Linked DNA regions of Mus musculus: all the other regions are linked to region 3. The links are chromatin contacts, called in public Micro-C and promoter capture Hi-C maps. All regions are on one chromosome and are shown on one strand. The core of a region is the stretch at or near the end of the contact, and the rest is flanking DNA. Distances in the headings are between cores, read along the strand shown.

Evidence for each region. Promoter capture Hi-C pulls out the DNA fragments that hold promoters and counts their contacts. A called contact is a pair of places that touch in the nucleus more often than the background predicts.
Region 1: a contact with region 3 is called in a Micro-C map of embryonic stem cells, with 3 times the contacts expected there. The contact joins the promoter of Rims2 here to the promoter of Fzd6 in region 3. A contact is called at or near these places in 3 of 39 promoter capture datasets (HPC-7-derived erythroid cells, hippocampal neurons and liver), 7 of 484 Hi-C or Micro-C datasets (LSK cells, Sertoli cells, embryonic stem cells and 1 more) and 4 of 115 datasets of contacts at active chromatin or transcription factors (embryonic stem cells and stem cell-derived neural progenitor cells).
Region 2: a promoter capture Hi-C map of stem cell-derived epiblast-like cells shows a contact between it and region 3, with 2.2 times the contacts expected there. The contact joins the enhancer-like site here to the promoter of Fzd6 in region 3. A contact is called at or near these places in 9 of 39 promoter capture datasets (3T3-L1-derived adipocytes, the HPC-7 cell line, HPC-7-derived erythroid cells and 5 more), 2 of 15 datasets of contacts at CTCF or cohesin (both in the NIH/3T3 cell line), 8 of 484 Hi-C or Micro-C datasets (LSK cells, embryonic fibroblasts, embryonic stem cells and 2 more) and 2 of 115 datasets of contacts at active chromatin or transcription factors (pancreatic cancer cells and stem cell-derived neural progenitor cells).

The regions. Positions count from the first base shown.
Region 1 is chr15:39,196,372-39,199,710 of GRCm38.p6, forward strand. It overlaps Rims2 (regulating synaptic membrane exocytosis 2), which reads left to right and starts at 1,915. Exons shown (of 27, transcript NM_053271.2): 1 at 1,915-2,167. The coding sequence starts at 1,992.
Region 2 is chr15:39,215,897-39,219,015 of GRCm38.p6, forward strand. The region is part of intron 1 of Rims2 (regulating synaptic membrane exocytosis 2); the gene reads left to right. Among named protein-coding and RNA genes, the nearest start is that of Rims2, 19 kb to the left of the region's middle. Within about 2 kb of position 1,590, at least 37 of the 459 cell types and tissues checked have an H3K27ac peak or open chromatin away from gene starts, as enhancers often do. A contact at or near this core is called in stem cell-derived epiblast-like cells, where this site is marked.
Region 3 is chr15:39,004,488-39,007,868 of GRCm38.p6, forward strand. It overlaps Fzd6 (frizzled class receptor 6), which reads left to right and starts at 1,793. Exons shown (of 7, transcript NM_001162494.1): 1 at 1,793-1,945; 2 at 2,738-3,076. The coding sequence starts at 2,900. It overlaps Gm26704 (a long non-coding RNA gene), which reads right to left and starts at 2,582. Exons shown (of 2, transcript XR_875317.3): 1 at 1,575-2,582.

The DNA of each region.
Region 1 (3,339 bases), core at 665-3,164, 190 kb after region 3:
AAATCAATTGGGCTAATATGATCTCATTTGGTTTGCACAAAGCAGTGAAAGCTAATTTGGATTATGAATCCGGTTGAAAACAGGTGAATGGTAGTAGCAATGAACAGTAGTAATAATAATATGAAACAAAACATAAGCAAACGTTTCCATTTTTTTCTTTCTAGTTACAAAGGATGGGAGAAAAACAATATAGATATTTCAGCTTAGAAATCACAAGAGACATGTAGTGCCGCTTTGTCTGTTCCCAGTTCTCTCAAACTGAGACTAGTCAGATGGTACCTGGGGAACAAAGGAGGGAGAGAGCTTACTACACGTAAATACAATACAAACCCCGAAGGTTTTACTCACCAGCCTATAACCTGGCCTAGTACTAAGCAGTGCGAGTGTGGAAGGCGTGGTAGGGGTGTGTACATACACACGCACGAACACTGTAACCTTGCTAACCAAGCACCTGTCTAGTGGCAGGAAGAGGAAGAGGGGGTGATCCAGATCACCTCAGCTGGCTCGCCCCGCCCCGAGGGAGAGCTGTCTGGGCTGCGCTGGGCTTCTCTGAGAGCCCGCGCCGGTGGTGGCCACCTCCCTCCTATTGGAGTCGGTTTTCTTCTGTTCTTTGACTGAGCCTGTCTCCAGGCTTTCTAAAATCAGGCTAACGCTCCAATAACGACTCTTCTCTAGATTAGAGTGACCGGCAGAAAGGGGCTGAACGGCCCGATTCCTCCGGGGACGTGATCTGACCCTTTCCCTCTTACACCTTCCAATCGCCTCGGGCAAACCGCCCCAGCATCCTGTCTTCTGTACCTCTCCGTGCAGCGGGTACCGACAACCCAGTTTTCCAGAACTTCCGCACTCCCGCCCAGGTCCTTTCCACTCCCTCAGGCTCTTCCCCGCTGCGAGTCCCGGGCCGCTGACACCGCAGGGACACCCACCTGCTCCGATCTTCCCTCGTCCAGGGTCCAGTACCCCGCCCGGGACAGCTCGGGGGGCGCCCGGTCCCTCAGGCTCGGCGCCAGCCACCTGAGATCCTCCCGCCCCCACCGCCCACAGCCCCGCACCCCGGGGCGCCCGCTCCCTCGCCGCCCTGCTCCTCACAGCTCCCCGCCCCGCCCCAGCCGTTAGCAGGGTCCGGGGCGAGCGTCGGCCGAGTCCGGGCCTGGGCGGTTCGCAGGGGACACGGGCCCGGCGGGAAGAGTCGGCGAGGCAGAGGCGGCGCGGGCGAGTGCACCTAGCGGGCCCGCCGCGCCGACTCCGCGGACACTGGGGGCGGCGGCGGCGGGACCCCGGGCGGGCGCGTGATGAGGCGCGGCGGGCGGCCGGCCCCGCGGCGCGCGCGAGCTCACTTGGGTCCGGGCGTTGGCAGCCGCGGGCCGCGGGCCGGAAGATCGGCCGTCTGGGGCCGGGGTGGGGGCTGGGGTCCCCTGCCGCAGCCCGCGCCTCGTGGTTCCCGGAGGGGTCCTCCCTCGCGGAGCCCCGGAGCCCGGTGACGCGCCAGCCGGCGGGACGGCCGCTCTCGCCGCCTCCGGGCGCTCGGGGCGAGTTCCCGGGACTCCCCAGGGGTCGGGCTCGCGGGCAGCGCTTCCCGCTCCGCTCCGCCGCCGCGCCGGACACTCGCGCCCCGGCCCGCGGCCGCCTCCCTCCAGTCACCCCACCCTCAGCCGTCCCCGCCACCTTACTCCACCGCCCTCCCCCGCCGCTCCGCGCACTCGGCGTCGGGGCCTCCAGCTCCTCGCTCCCGCGAACCGCTCACTTGGCAGCCCTTCGCCCCCGGGAAGAAGAAACATTTCCCCGAGCGCACTCCTCAGCCCTCCCCCCTCGGCCCTCCCCTCCCCCTGCCTTCTTTCCTGGGGGAGGGGGGCTGTCGCCTCGGATTGAAGGCCATTGATTTGTATGCATTTGTCCCAGCCCCGGAGGCTGCCCCAGCCGCCCGCGCCCGAGCCGCGGCTGCCAGCGGAGTTGCCTCCCTGCTTCCCTAGGGTGGTTCGGCTCCGCCAAACATGTCGGCTCCGCTCGGGCCCCGGGGCCGCCCGGCTCCCACCCCGGCGGCCTCTCAACCTCCTCCGCAGCCCGAGATGCCGGACCTCAGCCACCTCACGGAAGAGGAGAGGAAAATCATCCTGGCTGTCATGGATCGTCAGAAGAAAGAAGAGGAGAAGGAGCAGTCCGTGCTCAAGTAAGGACCCGGCTCCATCTTCCCGCCTCCCTCCCTGCCCTCCGCCCCCCTCGGCCGCTTCCCCGCGACCGCCCGCGCGCCGGGGATCGCCGCCTTTCCTCCCCGCCGGTGGCGCGGGGGCCACGAGGGCTGCGGCCCGCGGCCGCCAGGGTCGCTTTCTAGTTGTCAGCCGCGGGGGTGTGTGTCGCGGAGGGAGGGCGCCGAGGCCGGCTGAGGTGACGGTGGCGAGCTCGGGGAGGCGGCGGTTTCCCCGGCGCCCTCCGGCTTTCCCCGCGGGCCACTTCGGCTCCCGGGATGAGGCTGAACCCTGGCTCCTCGCGTCCCATTTCCTTTCCCGCCGCCCCCGCGCGGAGGCAGTGACTGGGGCAAGGAATCCAATATGGCCGTGCACAGGTGCTCCCGGGCCGGACCCGGGTGAAGCGCCCAGGCCCGGGGTGCCGGTGCCACCGGGGTCGCTCGTCCCGCGCCTGCGAGGGCCGGCTCCGTCCCCAGCCCCGGGAGGAGCTGCGCTGCCCACGGTCGCAGCGGACAGGAAGGCTGCGGGGCGGGCGAGGGGGCCTAAGCGCGGTCTCGTCTCGTCTCGGGTGGGTGTGCGGCCGCCGCCATCTTCCAGCCCCTCCCCCTCGGCGGGTGCTAACACCCTGCACTCTGCTGCTGTTCTTCCTGTTTGCAACTAGTAAATCTGTAGGATCCCGAGGAGACTCCACTTCCTACCATCGTGGCAGTTTGGGTTGCTCCCTGCTTGTGAAGTTCTACTATGTTTGCTCACAGTCCAGCCAGCGGGGTTTTGGCGAGGGTGGGAGGCGTGAAAGTAGCACCCAAGCATCGGTTTAGAGGCGGTGTAACTTCAGCACCAGGGAACTGTCCAGAATGAGTTTTCCTTTACTTTGGGATTCCTTGTCAGTGTAGCACTGTAGCTGAGATTGTTTCTACAGGTTTGCTTTTAAATGTTTTATGATTTTTTATATCTCGGTTGCTTCTGGAAAGTCATTGTCTGGATCTGTAAAGATCTGTAACCCTTTAATGTTTGTCCAAGTCGTTACTCACTATAAAAATTAACCTGTATATGCCTAAAGAGAGGGAGGGCAGTTCTCTTGCATGTCACCGAATACACTTTCCCATAATCGCTATAGAAACACACAACTAAAAGCGTTGACTTCCTCCTTGAAAAG
Region 2 (3,119 bases), core at 340-2,839, 210 kb after region 3:
CCTAGTGAACGGATGAGGCAAAGCTTCTTGTCCTGATCCGTGGTGGCAGCAGCACTTGGTGTGGTCGTGCACAGGGTAGGGGTCAGGAAGCAGAGAAAACACATGTGCTAGAGCCAGAAGAACAGAAGTGCACCTTTCTTTCTTCTTTTCTTTTTGCTGTTTTTTTTCAATTTTTTAATTAGGTATTTTCTTCATTTACATTTCAAATGCTATCCCAAAAGTCCCCCATACCCCCTACTCCCCTACCCACCCACTCCCACTTCTTGGCCCTGGCGTTCCCCTAAACTGAGGCATATAAAGTTTGCAAGACCAAGGGGCCTCTCTTCCCAGTGATGGCTGCCTAGGCCATCTTCTGCTACATATGCAGCTAGAGACACGAGCTCCGGGGAGTACTGGTTAGTTCATATTGTTGTTCCTCCTATAGGGTTGCAGATCCCTTCAGCTCCTTGGGTACTTTCTCTAGCTCCTCCATTGGGGGCCCTGTGATCCATCCAATAGCTGACTGTGAGCATCCACTTCTGTGTTTGCCAGGCACTAGGAAAGAAATCAGGAACCATAGATTTGAGCATCAGCAACAGAATACAAGAGATGGAGGAGAGAATCTCAGGTGCAGAAGATTCCATAGAGAACATGGACACAACAATCAAAGAAAATGCAAAATGCAGAAAGTATACTTTTCAAATGCCTGCCCTAAAGACTGCAGCCTACAATACAGAGCCTCAGCTGGGAAACAAGTGACTGCATAGTTTGTGAGGGGTTATTCCTTTTCTTACAGTAAAGTGTATATATATATATATATATATGTGTGTGTGTGTGTGTGTGTGTGTGTGTATATAATTTTGTTCTTTTGGAATTAGTAGCAAAGAGTGTGTTTAAATGAAAAAAGTAGTTCTGTGAGTTCAGCTTTATGACTGTGTTTAAAGTGTGATCAGATCATTTGGCAGTCATGGATGTTAGAAGTAGCTGTGAAATAAAATCCAACAAATAACCCCTAAATATTAACATACATTCATATTACCATTTATTGTGTTATATGCTAGCATAGACCATGTTTCAGAGTCCAGTTAGAATATAGAAGCTACGATAGTTCTTTGAGCAGAAAAACATTAATATAGATTATCCTGAGGCAGAGTACCCATGAATTGAAAAAAATGGACGAAGCTTTTTCCTTTGTGCCTGAGGCTGAGATTCAGACACTGTGGAGGTGTGGCTGCGGCCCACTTTGCTGTCTGGTGCTTGCCAAGCTAGGGCAAACAAAGTCGTCTGTTTTTATGAAAGGAAGTCATTTGTGGGGGCTGTTGGCCTTGGTGGATAGGCTGCCTGTGGTGCTCAAGGAACCCTTTGGGAAGCTTATTGGAATGTCAGTCAGATTTACTAAGAGCTTGCCGGTGGGAGTGCCTCCAGAATTTGCTGGAAGGAAGGCCTGTGGGGTGCTGGTGAAGCATACAAGTAGGTCTAATACTAGTGGGTATTCATTAGCTCCAGGTAGCCATGTAAACAAAAGCAACAAAGCACGGAGACATTTCTTCCTTTAATGTCATCATGGCTCCCTCTACTGTCAAATCTTAACATTGCACCCCAGGGAAAAATACAAAGCTGGGCAGAGAAGGGTAGATTTGGAACCGAGAGGCAGTGGATTTTTAATAGGCTGCCTGTCATAGACGATGCTGTCCTCAAATGCCCATATGTAGAACAGCATTGACTTACTTTTTATTCTATATGATTCTTTCTCTGGGCTACGGGGTGCGTGTGTCTATTCTGCACCATTATCATCCCCGGCATAGACTATTATGTATGCACACACTCTCTGTAATGTTGTGCATAGAGCAGTAGAGAACAGTGTTGAATCAAATTGTCTCCTTAAGTTTCTTCTCAGAAGTGCATGCATAACTTCTGCTTACATTTTGTACAAAGCATGTTTTATGATCATGCCTAGGTTAGAGTAGAAGGAATGTATCTCATCATGTGGAAGAACAAGAAATAAGTCGTGGGTTAATAGGATTGATACTGTAAAGTTTGGCAGTGTCTACGACAGTTATTTATAATTTATCCTTAAAAATCTTGTCTGGGTTTGACGTTTTTACAAGATCAGCAAAAATTGGTATTGACATAAAAATGGTATGCTTAACTTCTGGATCAGTAAATTTTAATTGCAGTAAGTGTAGCTATTTGCATAAAACAGTGTGGACCAGAACACACTTAAGGAGCAGGAAAAGTTTTTTGAAGGCTAGATACAAATTAAACTTTGTTTAAAAATTTGCATTAACTTTAGCTTACACAAGATATATGAGATATGAAATCTTTTAGTCTTTGTGTGTGTATTTAATGTGTGTGTGCATATTTCTTTATGTGTGTGGGTGTGACATGCATTCATGTGGAGGTCAGAGGACAGCATCCAGTATTCACCTGCTCCTTCCACCTTGACACAGGCTCTTAGTTTTTAGAAAGCTTTGTAAGACAGACTAGCTGTTTCTCAAGCATCCGGAAATTCTCCTGTCCCCATCTTTGATCCCGACGTAGGAGCACTGGACTACACTTGCTGTGGGCTACTATGTCTGGCTTTCTGTGGATTCGGGGAGATGTGGATTTATGTCCTCATGTTTGCATAGTAAGCACTTTACTCTCTGAGCTACTGAGCTGCTCTTCCCAGCCCTGGAACAGGAAATCTTTTGATACTGAAGAAGAGTTTTCATTTTTGGCCAGTTGTGGGTAGAAGATAAAAAAATAAATAAAAATGAGATGCTTTGACTAGAGTTTCAGCACCATCATAACATTTCGTTGTGAAAAAATTAAATAAGCTCTACAAAAATCTACAAAATGTTAAAAACAAAAGCTGTGATCTCTAAACTGAAATCCTAATGCCAAGGTCCTCTAGGATTCATGTCAAATTGGACATTCGAAGTGCAAAGGTGCACAGACCATAGTCCTGTGACTGTCAGTAGACAGGACAGCAGCCTCCAATTAAACACACTCATTTTTCTCCAGCAAAATGGATGAATATTTACATGTGAATCAGGGATTTTTCTTGAAAGAGATTTTTGCTTTGTTTTCCAGAGATTTCGTATTTTGGAATTATAGTAAGGAAATTACAGGATTAAAGTGGCACTATACAGATGAAA
Region 3 (3,381 bases), core at 543-3,042:
GGCAAGGTGAACCAACGCACAACAGTGCCCACTGCCTGTTGGGTTATACTTATCCCCTTCCCTGACATCACATGCCCTCTTAAGCACCTGCCCCAGCAAAACATCACATGTCCCCTTTACGGGCAGCTTTCAGAAAACCACCAAGCGTCTCATCTTAGCAAAACAATCGCTCATGAGATGTTTCCAGAAAAACATCACATGACACAACTGAGTCTCCAAAGAAACTAGAAATTTCCACTTCATTTGTGGATTTCAAATTAAAATGCTGCTACCTGGTTCTGGTATTCTAGCCTAATCAGAGAAATGTTCACAAATACTTTTCTTCTTCTGTATTTCAACCAACAGCTCTCACTTTGTATTCCAGGCTGACATTCAGTTCGCTCTGAAACCTCGGTTGGTCTTGAATTTGAGATCCTTCTGTCTTGGCCTTTCAAGTACTGCAATTCCAGGCCTGTGCCACCACACTCAGCTGAGATATATTCCTTCTATATAGAAACTTAACATTTTTCTGAGAAATATTCTTCCCACGTAGAAGGTTAATTTTCTACATAGAAAACATCTTACATAGAAACCCATTTTTCAATACATAAACTGTCTGACTTTTAATAATATTAAGATTAAGACAATTAGTATTAACATTTCTTTAACATGGTCTCGTCCTTTACAGTTGTCCTAAGCTTTTTTTTGTTTAGTTTTGTTTTCAAGGCAGGGTTTCTCTGTGTAGCCTAGCTGTCTGGGAACTCAAAGGTCTGCCTGCTTCTGCCTCCTGAGTGCTGGGACTGAAGATGTGTGCAACCATGACCGGCTTGTCCTAAGTTTTTTGATAAAGCTGGGAAAGAGTTCTCCAAAATTCATCTCTAGTTGATGTTTCCAGATTTCAAATCTTGTCTGGTTATTCGGTGGTGTCCCAAGTACTGAAATGTGACATTTTTCAGCAGCACAGTGATTCAGCTAACAGCAGTCTCCATTTAAAAGTTATTTTACAGGCTGGGACTGTAGCTTAACATAGTAGGCATGCTAGTACCAGTATGCACAAGACCCTGGGTTCTATCCCCATTAGGAACAAGAAGAAGAAGAAAAGAGGAAGAAGAGGAGGAGGAGGAAAGAAGAAGAAAGAAGAAGAAGAAGAAGAAGAAGAAGAAGAAGAAGAAAAAGAAGAAGAAGAAGAAGAAAGAAAGAAAGAAAGAAAGAAGAGAAGACACTTTGTGTTTGCCAACAAGTTCCTTTGTACCTCATACCAGAGTCCTACATATCAGGCATTATTGAATGTAAAGGACTCAAAAATTAGTAACCATTCTTGTATTCATTTATCATGTCTACATAGAGAGGACTCTACACATCCCCACGCCCCTTTTTGGTAATTTATCTGAAGTGATGGTGGCAGAGCTGGTTCTCAAAACCACGTTGACTAAAGCAGTTAACTTTCTGTGGGGCTTTTGCAGCAGTAAAGCTGTAGAACCGGCCGAAGCTGGCACCTGCCGTTCAAGGTGGTGGCCAGACTCCCCGAGTTAATAGGCTTTTCAGCCAAGAACTCAGGAAGTTCCTCGCTAACTCTGATCTCAGCTACCACTCACTACAGAGCAGATCCCCGCGGCTAAGGCTCCTCGCTTCCAGAACGGAAAGTGTGCTCTGCAGGGCACTTCCCCAACGGCCTGGGTCTCACGCCTGGGTCCGCGGTGCGAGCGGAGGCGACAGCTCGGCGGCCCCCGCACCGCGGCCGGCTGGGCTGGGCGGGGCGCAGGGCCGGTCCCGCCGCCGCGAGCCCCAACCTGCCCGCCCGACCTGGCGGCGCAGTCTCGCGGGATCGCCCAGCTCTCGCTCCCCGTTGCGGCCCCGGAGGCGGTCGAGGCCCGGACGCTGCCCCCCACCGAAAGCTCGCCCCGGCTGTCTGGGGTGGCGGGGCCGCGCGACGCCGAGGGACAGCCACCTTCCTCTGCCGCCCGAGGTGAGGCGTCCCCGGCCCGACGGGGCGGGCGGGCAGCGGCCGGGATCGGAGCCGCAGGTGCGTCGCCTCGGAGTCCCACGCAACTCCTGGAAAGTGACTCTGGGTCCCCGCAGGCCGGGGACGGAGCTGCTCGGCTGCAGGCCGGGAACAGGTGCCCGACGCGGGACCCCGGGGGCTCAGGGGAGCCTCCCGCAGTCCCCATGAGCTGACCGTGGAAGGTTTGCGCTGGGTGGAATTCGGGGTACAGGGGGCACGGGGTGAGCGCGTTGAAGGGGAAAGTGCTGGAGGTGAAGAAGCGCAAAGGAGTCACCACCCAGGCCCACTCTTCCTAGGGGGACCTCGCTCAACCCCAGCAGACTGATTTTCGCCTTTGCGAAAACAGGAAAGGCACATCCGCAGAAGTCTGCGATTGTAGAGAGAGCTAAAGTTGAAGAACTCTGTCTGGGTCACTTGTCCTCATTTTCCCCATATAGTGAGATGGCCAAGGGGCCCCTAGACCCCCTTTCTTCTAACCACCATCACCCCTTTCCTCGCTCCAACTTGCTTATGCCGTGCCTCCTCTTACCCGGTGTTTTAGACAGTATAACCCTTCATCAGCAGTTCCCTAGAATTGAGGCTTCCTTAGCAAAGTGATACATCCGCGCCCGGGCAGGTGGATATGTCTCTTGCTAGGATGGAATTTTCCACATTTTTTTCTTTCTTTGTAGCATTAGTTACCTAGCATGACATTTGACTTGGATTTGACTTTGTGACGAATGTTACTGATAACACACTTTGGGTTTGTTTTTACAGCAGTTGCCCCAGAATTCATTTTCAGGAAACAGCTTCTATCAAAATGGTACAAAGAATGCAATGAGGAATTTGTACATTTTATCTCTGATTTGAGAATCTTTTTGATGCGGAAAGGAGCATAAGAATAATCCAAGCCATGTGGTAAAATCGGAGTCTGGCAAGATGGAAAGGTCCCCGTTTCTGTTGGCGTGCATTCTTCTGCCCCTCGTAAGAGGACACAGCCTTTTCACCTGTGAGCCAATCACCGTTCCCAGATGTATGAAAATGACTTACAACATGACGTTCTTCCCTAACCTGATGGGTCATTATGACCAGGGGATCGCTGCTGTGGAAATGGGGGTGAGTGGATTTTCATGCCTATATTGAAAATTAGTTTATACGTAGTATTTTTCTCTTAACTATTACTTTTTAATCTTTAAACATAGTTTTTTTCCCAATCATATTTTTTAAAGTAGTTTTGAACATTAAGTTCCCCTCCTCCCGCTGTCATATTTTGTCTACAGTTGGACGGTTAGTTAATTTGCTTATAAAAAGGTTGCATTCATAATGAAGGGTGCTTACAGATAATAAAAATATTTTGCTTTTTTGAATTTGTGTCATTGCTTCTCCAAGACTGTGATTTCTGAATTTTTAAATTTTTAATA